Regions from separate parts of the Sus scrofa genome. Here all the other regions are linked to region 1. A link is a contact called in public Hi-C data. All regions are on one chromosome and are shown on one strand. The core of a region is the stretch at or near the end of the contact, and the rest is flanking DNA. Distances in the headings are between cores, read along the strand shown. Region 1 has its middle 870 kb from the start of MCTP2. Region 2 has its middle 400 kb from the start of MCTP2. Region 3 has its middle 700 kb from the start of NR2F2.

The links. A called contact is a pair of places that touch in the nucleus more often than the background predicts.
Region 2: a Hi-C map of omental adipose tissue shows a contact between it and region 1, with 2.6 times the contacts expected there. The contact joins two enhancer-like sites. A contact is called at or near these places in 4 of 47 Hi-C or Micro-C datasets (embryonic fibroblasts, omental adipose tissue, retroperitoneal adipose tissue and 1 more) and 1 of 2 datasets of contacts at active chromatin or transcription factors (skeletal muscle).
Region 3: a Hi-C map of omental adipose tissue shows a contact between it and region 1, with 2.0 times the contacts expected there. The contact joins two enhancer-like sites. A contact is called at or near these places in 3 of 47 Hi-C or Micro-C datasets (embryonic fibroblasts, omental adipose tissue and subcutaneous adipose tissue).

What each region holds. Positions count from the first base shown.
Region 1 is chr7:84,094,862-84,099,306 of Sscrofa11.1, forward strand. No RefSeq gene overlaps it. Among named protein-coding and RNA genes, the nearest start is that of MCTP2, 870 kb to the right of the region's middle. Within about 2 kb of position 2,355, at least 28 of the 83 cell types and tissues checked have an H3K27ac peak or open chromatin away from gene starts, as enhancers often do. A contact at or near this core is called in omental adipose tissue and subcutaneous adipose tissue, where this site is marked.
Region 2 is chr7:84,561,969-84,566,413 of Sscrofa11.1, forward strand. No RefSeq gene overlaps it. Among named protein-coding and RNA genes, the nearest start is that of MCTP2, 400 kb to the right of the region's middle. Within about 2 kb of position 2,138, at least 2 of the 83 cell types and tissues checked have an H3K27ac peak or open chromatin away from gene starts, as enhancers often do. A contact at or near this core is called in omental adipose tissue, where this site is marked.
Region 3 is chr7:83,783,207-83,787,651 of Sscrofa11.1, forward strand. No RefSeq gene overlaps it. Among named protein-coding and RNA genes, the nearest start is that of NR2F2, 700 kb to the left of the region's middle. Within about 2 kb of position 2,100, at least 7 of the 83 cell types and tissues checked have an H3K27ac peak or open chromatin away from gene starts, as enhancers often do. A contact at or near this core is called in omental adipose tissue and subcutaneous adipose tissue, where this site is marked.

The DNA.
Region 1 (4,445 bases), core at 1,105-3,604:
CTAGACCTGGTATCTCCCATTCTCTTACCAAGCCTGAGGATCTCACCCCCTTGGGTGTTGGCCACAAGTTTGAAATAAGATGAGGACCATTTTCCAGCCTCTTCCTTCATTTCTAGACAAGATGTAGTTCTACTAAATTGGATATTCTTAAAAGAATTGGGCATTGCCACTGCTACATCTCACAGAAATTTATAATAGAAATTAGGATATGTGTGGTGGGGAAGATCATCCCATTTCATCTGTTTGAAATTCCCTTGAATATTTGGAAATTCACATTGATTAGATGTGATGTCCTGGAGTATACCCAAAATATGGATGAATTTATCTGGCCTTTAGAATAAAACAAGGAGTTAGTTTAGGGGTGGAGAGTAAATAACCAAGCATTTACATTTGATTAAATCTATAGGACACTTTGAAGTTGGTCTGGAATAACAAGGATGTGCTTCTCTTCAGTTCATTCCTTGGAATGTAGCTGTTTCCTTTGAAAACTGAATGGGAGACCCTGGAGAGGAAACAGTATGAGGAAGACCATCTGGAAGGGCAGGAAAGAAGATCTTGGGGAAAACTATCAAAAGTTCTCCGGAGAGGAGCTTCCCTGCTGCAAGTCAAGCTCCCCCTTCCAAAGTGTTCAAATTCAGCATCGCCCTGCCCCTCTTCTCCACACCCCCTCCCCACCCGCAGCCCACCCCCAGTGCCTCAGAGGATCCTCGTTGCAGGAAAGATGAGGAGGTCCTGGTCAGGCCTGAGGGAAATTTGGACATCAGCTTGAGACCAGCTTTCCCTCTCACCTACCATGTGAAACCTCTACTCTTGTCAGAAAAGAAAGCCCATGTCCTGCATAACTGATTCTCTTAAGAAGAGAGTACATCTAATTTGGTGATGTAGCGAGTGGATAACCAGGTGACTTTTACCTTCCAGTGACTTTGGGCCCAAATTCAGAATATCACTTTACACTTTTGCCAAAGAATATGATAAAGGAAGGGCCAGAAAGAAAATGAGCATTATAGAGTACGGCTCCTCAAATCCTGATCTTCAAAGATATGGAAAAATATATGTCACAGTACTACAGCACAAATACCTGTCACTCACTCCATCCAGCTGTGACAGTGTTCCCATGATAGGATTAACAGATGTGCTTCTTGGAATTCAGCTTGTTTCTCCCTCATCTTTAGGTATTTAAAGGGGATATTTTCTATTTTGTTTTCAAGAATGAATTTCTCCCTCCTTCAATTATCCTAGATATAACAATGTTAAAGATAGGTCTTGGAATTTCATCAAAAATCCTAAATGATTATTTCAGCTTTTTCAACTTTTTCCTCTTCAAAAATCATTCAACAAAGCAACTAATTAGTAAATACATAGGCAGACTTGAGATTCACTATTCCTTCCCCATGTTTTCTTCAGAAGTAATAAAACACATTTTTAAAAATAGCAGAAAAATAAAAGAATAGAAAAGTTGGATGGAAAAAAGTTAATCAAATCACTGAATAATATTCATAGATTGAAAACTCAATTCTGAAGGGAAAGATGAATAACAATGGGATCTTTTGAGTGTCAGGTGTTCATTTAATCTCCACAATAGAGTTAATACTTATGAGGTACAAATGAGGATAGGAAGAGCTGGCAAGTGCCCGACCTGAGGTTGGAAGCTAAGATTTTTTTCTTTTTTTTAACTTGAAAGACTGAACTCTCAAGACTGCTGCTTCAAGAGTTGGTTGCATGTATCATAAGATCATGTAATGACCTTGACATCTACACATTCTGTTTAGAAGAATGCGTAGATCTGTGTATCTTATCTATGTCCTAACAGAAGGAGGCCCATCCAGAGACCAGGCTGTCTGTGAGCAGAGTGTCAGCCTTCAACATGTTCTCCAATCACCTGGGGTTGTGTTAAGAGGCAGATTCTGATTCAGCAGGTCTAAGATAGGGTCTGAGGTTCTGCATTTCTAGCAAGTTCCCTGGTGATGGTGAAGCTGTAGACCCAGAGCCTACCCCTTAAACTACCAGGGAAAAATATTAAATGGACAAGGAATTTAAGGAGCCATAAAAAGATTTAGGATGCTGAAGGACCAGGAAAGAGGTTTAGGATAAGGAACTGACCTTATTAAAATTAAAACTAGGCTTTCCTAGGGGAATTCCTTCTGTGGATTTCAAAACCATTTGAAAAGCACGTTAGGAGCTGGTATACACTTCTGGTTGTCTTTCTACATTAACAAACTTGGGGTTCTCTACCCACACACAGGTCCATTGAAGTCCACAGCTGTTTTGTTTGGACAGGCTGGTACAAAGCCTGAACTTGCACACAAAGAGTTTATCATCAACACGGACCTTTCTCTGACAGCTGTCTTCCTGCCCAGCCCCAGGGCCCTGGCCAAAGGAAAGGGAAAGGGCTGAGGAAAGAAGCTGTGCTGTCAGCAAGCTGTGGTAGTTGCCTGGCTTCAAGAGCTGCGAGAATCACACACACACACACACACACACACACACACACACACACACACACCAGACTGAAGATCGGAGAATAAGGATTGAATAAATAGTTTGACAAATCTATTGGTTTTGTCCATATAAGCTGCTGGAGAAGCAGGGACTGTATTTCCTATAATAAAACAAGGAATTTCTACAAAGCACAAGGTCTGATTTCTCAGTCCTACTTTAAAATCTGCTGTGGGTATACGTGTCCACAAAGGAACAATATGTATCCCACCAGCATAGGGTTAGGCACATGAAATGAGTATTAGGCAGAGGAGCGCCACATCTAGTAGAACCGATAAAAATCAGGGTCCTTGTCCGCTGTGTAAACTGAGAGGAAGAGGCGCCTTCCCCGACTTCCTTTGGGGAAGGTTTGTTTTGTGCTGGTGAACTGCTCCCCCTGGTGGATCAACAACTGATTAAGTTTGTGATTCCAGATTGCAGGGAACAAACATGCTTTGGCGAAAACTGGGCGGTTTCAGGTATAGAGACATTCGCTCCAGGAAAAAACTAACTTTCGAGCACCTAAAATAAACTGAATGCCTAGCTTGGTCTTGGACTGACGCTGAGCTTATTTCTCTTGCAAAGTACAGCGTTTGTCTCCCCCAACACCGTCGTCCTTACCATGCGTGTTCTCATTACGGTTGTTTTGAAATCATGAGTTTGTGCTGACTCAAGCGACGTGGATAACTCTAAGTTCTGTATTTCATTTTCTTCTCCTTTAAAAATAACTCTGGACTGGACAAACAACCTCAGAGCAGGGAGAACATTTTGCTGTGAAATCATTCATTTCCCATACTTCCTGTCTACTTCACTGCTCTCTAAGAGGTGGTCTTGACGACTGTGGTTAATTTATGCCTACATCCCTTGTTCTTAGTACCTGCCCTCAAGATAAAGGTGAGTTTTACAGTTTTCCAAAGATCATCTTTCTACCAATATTACATATTTTGATGGCAAGAAAGTTCATGTTGTTATTTGCCTTAAAGAGGCCTGCCAGAGAGAGAGGGGAAAAATTGCAGGTCAGGAAGAGATGAAAATCTATGGTAACTCTCTCACTCTTTCGAACATTCTGCGAGTCACACTGCAGCCTCAGTCCAAACAGTTTATAAGCTAAATAAAGAGGTATTTTAAATATTTATTTAACAAGACATATTTTAAATAACCTACATATGTAAATAGAGCGTTCTTAGCCTGTACATTATTGCAAGGTCGATTCTCATGTTCTGATATATAATTAATTACTGGTTTATTCCTCTGTAAACCGAAGCAGAGAATAAATCAGCGATGCCAGGTCACCAATGTCAGCAAAAAATTGTAATACCCTCTTGTCGATGGGTCTGTGGAAGGGGAGCTGAGACTGTAAAATCTATGGTGGTGATGGACCAAATTATGTCCAAATGGCAAGTTTCTATCCCAATTTTAGTTGCTTTCTCCTGAAGTCTAGGCTTTCTTCTGTGCTATCTAGGTGGGCATGGAATGCACATATCCTAATTTAAAAGAAACTTGGAAAAGCATATGCAATGTGATCTATGCATTTTATGAGGTAGAGTCACCTAAAGTAAATGCATACCATGAGCATTTTCAGCAGCATTATTATAGTTAGAAACAAAAACAACACAAATACCAATCATTTGGATAATTTCTAGGTAGTTGAAAATATGAATATCTTTAAAGCAAATTTCATGCTTCCGTTTTTAATTTTTGAGGAAAAAAATACATGCATACATTTTTTCTTCTCTGCTTAAAATGAGTGTCTGTCTTTTCAATTTTCCCACTGAAAAAGAAAAAAAGAAAAATAATTTTATCCTAGACCTGATTGTTTCTAGATGGGAAAAACAAGGGACAAACTTATGTGGCTGCAGAAAGCTGTGGAAGGTTTGTGCTAAAGGAATCCTAAGAAAAGAGTTTTGTGCATAGTCAAGACTGATTAAGATTAAATTGCATTTAATTAAATAAATAAATTTTGTTATTAAAAG
Region 2 (4,445 bases), core at 888-3,387, 470 kb after region 1:
TAGAAGGAAGAGAGTAAACAAATAATCAGAATAAAAACACAGGGACACAATGGGATAAAGAGTTATCAAACTAAGGTGTAGTAAGAGGTCAAGGAAAGCATCATTGAAAAGTGATGGTTAAGCTGCTACCTGAAAGTAAACTATCACAATACTTAATTTTCAGTCTCCTGTGCTATGTGTCATATGCTCTTATCATATTCAGAGGCCAGTTTTACTTTTCCTATTAGGTTTTAAGCAGCCAAAGAACTGATTTCCTGTGTGAGTCACAGCATTATGTAAAGCACACATCCCCATACATGAGGAAGAGGAGACAGAGAGAAGGATGTGGGGTAAGAAGAAGGAAGGAGGGGGAGGAGAGGAGTGGAGGGGGGAGTGGAGTGGGAGTTGTGGGGGTAGAAAGGAAGGGAAATATTTTTCACGTTCTGCTTGTAACTGAGAATTTGACTCTGAACATTAAAAGATGGCATTTGGGGAGTTCCCATCATGGCTCAGCAGAAACGAATCTGACTAGCATCCATGAGGATGCAGGTTCAATCCCTGGCCTTGCTCAGTGCATTAAGGATCCAGTGTTTCTGTGAGCTGTGGTGTAGGTTGCAGACGCAGCTTGGATCTGGCATTGCTGTGGCTATGGTGTAGGCCAGCTGCTATAGCTCTGATTTGACCCCCTAGTCTGGGAACCTCTATATGCCGCGGGTATGGCCCTAAAAAGACAAATAAATAAATAAATAAATAAAAAGATGGCATTTGGCTGACCAGTGTGCTCTGAAACTCATTAAGGACTTTAGTGCCAGTGCAATGCACTATTATCTTGATGTCTATTGCCCTCTGCGTAACCTTAGCATTGGATCAAGCTGATGTTTGTTGTGTTCTCCTTTGCTTCTGTAACTTGCTTGTGCTGTGTTAAGGGGAAAGGATCACCTGGTGCTCCATTGTGACATTTATTTATTTATTTATTTATTCATTCATGTTAATGGAGCCATTGCCTTTTAGCCGGTGCAACCTTGTCAAGTCCTTCAGACGCAGGTCTGATTTGGATTTATAAAGCCCTGGGCAAGGGAGCCTGAGTGAGCCTGAGCAGATGGTGAGTAGAGGAGCCACCTTGGACTTGTAGGTGACACCCAGGGCTGAGGAGAGGGGAAGCAGGGAGAGCATGGAAGCCAGACCACCTCCTCTTTTCAGACAATTTCCCTCAAGTGTCCCCCTCTGTTTGTTCCCATCTCTGCCACCCTGCAGTCCTGCCGAGAGGACTGGGACTTTAATAGGGCCACCTCGACTGCCAGGAAGCAGGCATGTTGCCAGACTGACCCCAGGCTCAGAGGCGAACACCCTGGCAGTGATGAACTGGAGGGCTAGGAAGGCAGAGAGGACAAAAATTTGATTTTTATTGAGTATCTACTTGTGTGAACCTGGCACTTGGTTAGGCCGACAAACTGCTCTCTTTGAAAACTCACCCAGCCCTTGAGATAAATAACAACATTTCACAGGAGAGAAAATTGAAGCTGAATGTCTTGTCCAAGTTCACACCACTGGAATCCAAACCACCCCGCCCTGATTTCTAGGATAGCAGTGCCAGCCTCTCCCTACCTATGTTTCCCAAGCATCTAGAATTGCACTGAAGTCTTAGCAGGCAGTGGATAGTTTCATGGCAACTATATGAATAAATTACAAAGCAAAAGCACAAATGCCTGTCTTCAGAAATGAAGTTATTATTTCTGCACCTGGATGATACTGAGTCTGGGGCATTATTATTCATGCAGCTGATATTAAATCTGGAGGGAGAGAACACCTGGGTCACGGATGAAGCAGGCAACAGAATCTGTGGCCATGGTCTTGGGCACATCACTTAACCTTCCTGACCTTTATTTTCTTAATCTGTAAAACAAAGATCAAGCTGCTCACTTCAGAAGATCCCTGTGAGAATCAGAGGCATTAACATAATACAGTATTTAACCCAGTGCCTGGCACCCATGGGTCTTCAAGGCATATTCGTTACTCCCCCATTTACCAGTAGGCACATGGGGTGAAGGAGAAATGTGTCAGAATTTGAATTTGAGTTCCTGTGCTCCAAGGTCATGGAAATTCCTTCCTGCCCTGGTCCCAGCTACCCCTGGAGGGTTTAATCTGGCCTTTCTGGCACATTTGTCATTTTGATTTCTCTTTTCCTCTTTAATGTCCTTGGACTGGAATAGAATCAAGAAGTTCTTTGCAAACGGGCTTGAAAAAGGTGTCATGTGCTAAAATTTGAGATCCTGGACACCAGATTTCAACATCAGAGCCCAATTCTCTCTTTAGGAAGTCTTTAGGTTATTACAATGTGGTAGGTGGACTCTTTGATAGAAAGACAGATTCCCCCAGGGCACAAGATGTTGCTGGTGTAATTCAAGACCATTTGGGTATAGACGAGGGTTAGTTAGGATGATCTCAATCCCGAACAAACAAAACCCCACAGGGATCTGCATAAGTTCTCAGCTCGGGGCCAGACGATTTAGGGGCAATATTTTAAAACTTCAGTTTTGAAGAAGACATTGTTGCTTTCATACATAAAGGCACATCCCTGAATGGAGAGAAAATGCCAAGTCAGGGGGAGAAACTTCCCTGCCATTATCACTTCCCTTCATCTGCTCCAGGCCTGAGCTGTATGGGTTGCCATGGTGACGCAAGGCTGACCTCTCACTTTTTACTCTTCCAGGAGCTAAAAAGGTAAAAATGAGCCATTTGGTCGCAAATGAAAATCAACCTCTCAGTTAAAAGATGTTAAATCGCTTTCCCTTCATCAAACCTAATGTTCCATAGCCAAGTTTTTTGAAAAAAAGAAAGAGATGGGGCAGTGGAAAAAAAGGGAAGAAGACCAGCCAGAGGTTTCAGAAGCAGGGATGTGGAGCTAAGGCAGCAGGGGCCACCACAGCCAGTAGAGAGGCACCGGCAACTTTGCTGGAGCTCACGATTGGCTGCTGTTGCATTTCCTCGACTTGTTCTGGCCTGTGATGTCTGGCTCCAGCTTTCTCGCTGCCTGCCTCTTCCATTTGCATTGCAGCGGTACCTGGTGAGACTGGCCTATTGGTTTTTATTTTGTTTTATGTGGAGGAAAGTTGGTTCAGAAAATCAAAATATTGATTGAACCCCGTCGCACTTGTGCAAACCCGTTATTAGCAATGTGCCCCATGCAAGAGCCAGAATCAGCCAGGCACATTCATTTGCTGTGATGAATTTGCCAAGGTGGCTTTCTGCAGCAAGCCAGGTTGCTCTGCGAGGCTGCCAGGGCTCCATCACTCAGAGCCATGAAAGCAGGACCACCCAGCCCAAGGATGCCTCCTGTTGGATTAAAAGCACCGGTTGGGCAGGAGGAGAGGTATGTGGTATGTCCCTGAGCAGCAGGTTTGGCCATCCTGGGGAGCTGGAAGCATTTTGCTGCCTATGTCTGGCTGTCTGACACATGGCAGGGCAGCTGGAAAATCTCCCTTCCTCCTCTTTCCTCTCACTCTTGGCCGATGGAGGAGTAGACTCCAGCCTGCCCACCTGCAAAGTATGTGCATGAAGGTAGGGCGCTACTTCAGCTTTGGGTGATTCATTGGTTTCATTTTGATGCAAGTTTCTAAGCAAGTGGGCTAGAGCTGTCAAACCGTCCTCTACATGTGAATTACCCTTAATTATAAGCTAGGCAAGAACCACCGATTTATCATTACAAGACTTGTTTTTTAATCCTTTAACTTTTGAGACAGGTAATATTAAGAAACATTGGAAAGAGTCAGCTGATATAGGGAATGGGGCTAAGTCTAATCAAGAAGATTTCTTCCCACTATCCCAGGGCAAAATCATAGGTTTTTTTCAGGAAATGCTTTGAACTTCAGAGGTCAAACACACAGAAAAAATTTATTAGAGATCAATTTTACTAAGCCCAACATCAGAATAAACAAAACCAAGTTATAAATGATCACCTGGGGAGGTGCCCAGATTCATTTGCTCCTTCATTCATTCAAAGGCTGTGAATTCTTGAGTCATATTTCTCACAACACTGATAGCATTTGGCAAAGATCTGCTAGTTTAATAATTCCAGGCTTTATTTATGTCATTGGCTTCCTATGGCAATAAAACTTACAGAAAGAGGCTTTCCTTTGCTGCTTTCATGACATCTCTTGGATTCTACCTGAAATAAGCTGTCCCTGAAATGTGTCAAGAAAGTGTTTTTCATGTTTTACACACACACACACACACACACACACACACACACACAGAGCCATCCCTGGTCCATATTTCTAATGAGATCTCTGTGGTCATCTTACTCTCGGGGCCATTACTAAGCCCATGCTCTGAAGACAGCTTAGTTGCATCAAACTCTTTAATTGGCTGGCATTTCAAAAGTGTAAAGGGTTAATGCTTATAAGGGAAAGAGAAAATACTCTACCGCGCGTGCGTTTTGATCTGAGGTTCAAAACATACATGCAGAT
Region 3 (4,445 bases), core at 850-3,349, 310 kb before region 1:
TTGGAATAGTATACTCGGGTTTTTATTTTCCTTAAGTTTACTTACAGCAATCTTTCTAATGCAAAACTTTTTTTTTTCCGATGTAATGATATTTATCAATCATTTTTCCTTTGGTATCTTGTTTACAAAGCACTTCCCCTTGCAGTCATTGTAACTGAACGATTTACTGAAGGCTTACACATTAATGGAATGAAAATAATTATTCATTCATTTCTTCTTTTTCTTCTCTTCATTTAAATTTTAATACATAGGGATTTATTTTGGTAAATAATGTAAAGGAGGGGTCTAACTTTATTTTTCAGCCAATGATAGCTGTTTATTCAATAGGATTTACTCAATAATTTAATCTTTCTCACCTGATTTGAAATGCCAGTTTTTCATGTGTATTTTAATAGCAACATGAAAAGCAATCAAGTATCACATAAAATTCTTCTGTCTGTAGAAGCTATTATTGTTAATTTCATGTTTTAAAAATGTAAGTACATGCTTGTTACTTCCATGAATTGTATGATCCCTAGGGAAATTCCATGATATCAATTAGAAAGTTCAACTTTCTTTTGTAAACTTAAAGTGGTATCCTCAACTCTCATATAAAATAATGCTGACTAGTATTTTTGCTATAAAAATTATAACTAGAATGAGTGGCATAAACTTTCTCCTAGTCATTCCAATGGGACTCTACCCAGTGAAAATATTGTACATTTATGTTGCATATCAGGGTATTAAAAAAGCCATAGTGCGAATAATAACAGCTTGAATGCAATTTAGAGACCTTATTTTATGTGTGTGAAAATCCTGAAATACTTTATCTCAGATGAAGAATTAGCGTTCCTGTCAGGAAAAAATTTAAATTAAGACTTCTTGGTTTACAACTTGGCAAAATTGCATCTGAAATCCATTTTTTGAAGCTCTATAAATCAAAGGAGCTTAGCAGAGCAACAATTTCGTTGTTGTAGTTGTATGTGAAAATATTTAGATCTGGACTGGCAGTGTTTCCCAATAGTGCCAAGTAAAAGCAATCACCTAGATATTAAATTCTGGGGGAAAAAAAATCAAGGAATATAAATGCAGGGGGAAAAAAGAACCCAACTTACTATTTTTCTGTAAGGGTATGAATGCTAAAAATAAGTGATGGGCAGAATCTCTAGAACATGCTCAACTACTCTTTTTTAAAAATATAAATATTAAGACAGTGAAAACCTCTTTTTAATGAAACGTCTACCCAGGAGTACCAGCTTTCGTAACAATTATTAACAATTTGGTTGAAGAAGAAAATATTTAGACTTTTCCTTGTAGCACCTTTCTTTGCTAGAGAGTAAACTATCAAGGTTTCTTTGGGGGCGGGGGATGGAGATGGGTTTCGGTTTGTTTACTTGGATAAGAACTGTCTCTAGATAGAAGCCTGGTTACATCTCTTGCTTCTGCCCATGTCCTTTTGAAGAATAAAACAAGAATAGGCACACACTTTGGGTAGATGATTACAAGATAACTTTCACATCTGTTTTATCAGAAATGGAAAAACAAAGCTTTCATTTTCCCATTCCCTATTGTATGAAAAGCAGGTTCTGTCATATCAAATTAGAACCACATTAATTGGTAATAAAGTCAAATCAAATCTCTTGGTATAAGAATTCATGGAATGTATTTTCTTGGAAGGAAGCAGCCTAAGAGGTAAAAAGCAAAAGTGAACCTGCCCACCTGTGTTTCCACCCCAGCTTTGCCCCTTAGAATCTGTGTGATGCAGGGAAGCTCTTTAATCTCCCTGGGCCTCAGTTTCCACATCTGTAAAGGGAGAATAAAAAATAAATAAATAAATAGGAGTGCTTATTTGATAAGGGTGTTGTGAGACTTGAAAGGAAGATATAAAAGCCCTTGGAACTGTGCCTGGCACTCCCTAGGTGCTAGGAAATGTAGAATCATTATATTTTAAAACTGTGAGTTCCAGGGCTTTTACTGTCAGCTTTTTTTAGTCCTTTGTAGTTTGGAAATTGACAGCAACACTGTAACCAGACTTCTTTGTTTGATTGGAACAGAAAATAAAAGGGGTGTAAGAAAATGGCAGGAAAATGAGGAGCCAAGGCTCTGATTTTACGGCACTGACTGAGGGCCCTCCTGCCCCATTTTGGTGCAGTTTTAGGCTAACCCAAGCCAGCAAGTCATCTTGCCTTTGGATCACTGAAATCAAGTCCTAACTATGACTTTATGGGTAGTGTAAAAAGGAAAAGTTTTATTTTTTTTTTCCCTTTCTTAAAATAATGCCAAGGAAAAAAAAAATATGTATAAGCAACCAGGCCATACTTTATTCTTATTTAACCAAAAGATTAGCACAGCGGGTTGTTGGTTTTCTTCTACTTTTTTTTTTTTTTTTTAGATTTTCCATTAAGCAAATTCTTTTAAAACAAATTTGAACTTTTCCCATCCCCGTGATTCCCACGGACAGTTGGCAAAGAATCTTGCAAAACTGGGATTTTTTCCAGGCATGAGTAACTTGTTAAAAAGGCACTATTTCCTTAATACTAACAGTAAATAGAGTTCACATCCACATAAATCCTCCATGGTCCATTGGGGAAAGTTTTATATGTATGTGTGCTTGTGTGTGTGTATGTGTATGGAATATTTTTTTTTTTTATTCATAAAACATTTGGCTCTCAGCATGTCTGTTTATATTCCACTTCTTAAAAATAAATACACACGTTTATGCCAGTTGAGTTTAAAAGGTATCCTTTTTCCAGTTGCCTGCTGTGTGCCAATGATTTTATGATGGATGGGTTCACGATACCTGGCTAGAATTCTTGAAGAATATTTCTCTTCTATTTATTCTAATTTACAAAAAGAAAAGGATAGAACTTAATCACCATGTAATTAAAATACATGTTTTCATGGAATTTAATTTTATTGGGAAAGCTCAAATAAATGTTTTCAAAACTTACAGGAAAAATTAAATGTTTAATTTTAAATTCAAATAGCAAAGTCGGTTTTCCTTTGTGCATTGAAATAGCATGACTGTGATAATCTGAGTATAAATTACCTCTTATTTATCAATGACAAATAATTATAGGACTTTTCCCATATATAAGATTATTTGAAGGATGTGTATGTTAAAGCTCTCGCCTATTAAGATTCGTTTTGTTGATGTATTTCATGGCGCTGGCAGCAATGGAGACTTGACAAAGCCACACAGTGACACAGCAATGGACCACAGACCAAGCCGTATGAAGGGCATGTCTCCTCCCTCTTCTTTCACAATGATGTGGCTATACTGGATTGTCTCTGATTCTCTTTATCTGGGTGACAAACTCCTCCTGTCTGTACACTGCCGGACTGGGTATATTTTGATAATAGGCAACCCCATGAGATATCTTGCATTTCCTGCTTCCGGTCAGATGTTCCACAAGAATAACTTTTCTACATATGTTTTTGCATTTTTGATCACAATCCCAGCTGGAATCAGGAAGTTTGGATGCAGCATGGAAATGGAAAATAATTGAAAGTCGCAGCGGCACTTTGTTGACTTTCAAAAATATTCAATTTTCTGGCCTTCCCCTAGGAAAAAAATTATATCTTCTATTATCTACTTAAACGTATGCTATCACCTCTGTTCTTTATTCAAGATACATTTTTATTGAAAAAGAATCAGAGCGTGTTTGTAAGGGACTAGAAGATTTCCCGAGGTCAGACAGTCATTCACTGGGAGATACAGGGTTAGAAATTTTAAAAATGTTAATTGAGGGCTTAATTGAAACAATGTCTATCATTGTCACTAGCTTTGGTTAATTCTTATGCCAATAAAAAACATACTCATCATAGAACTTTTCTAATGAATGTTTTTAAATAACTTAAATAGAAGAATAAGTTAACAAATAAATAAAAATCATCTCAAAAGATTTAAAGATGAATTCTGAACATAGTTTTGCTAAGTCATTTAAAAAAAATAGTCCTCTGAGCTTCATTTGGGGTATCTGCCAAATCGTACCATAACTTTGCACAGGATGTCTATTAAATAGAATTAATTTAAAATGTCTATCAAGTATTTAGAAGTGTCTGGCCCCTAAAATGGGCTAAAAATGTGAACCCCTCTGTTAATCCTCTTGCCTTTTTCTGACTTCCCCTCAGAATGTGGGCCCAACAATCCTTAATAAGATGGGATTTTCAGAGGCCCTGCATCCTTGGATAATGACCCCCACCTAGGCTGGAAGCAATTCTGTTGGCCAGTAAGATTTGGACTGAAACAGAAATAGGCAAAATTCTAGTTTTCCTGTTCATTGGTACCACCATTATTTATATTATTAACATTTTATTAAGTTTAGAGAAAGCGCTTAGTAAAATAATCCATATATTTATTCCTAAAATCCTAAAACATCTTCAGCTAGAGACCCTGCCCAATTTGTAATTCAGGCAGCTGAGCCAACATAATGAAGCCAGCCTGAGCCTTCTCTCTTTCGGAG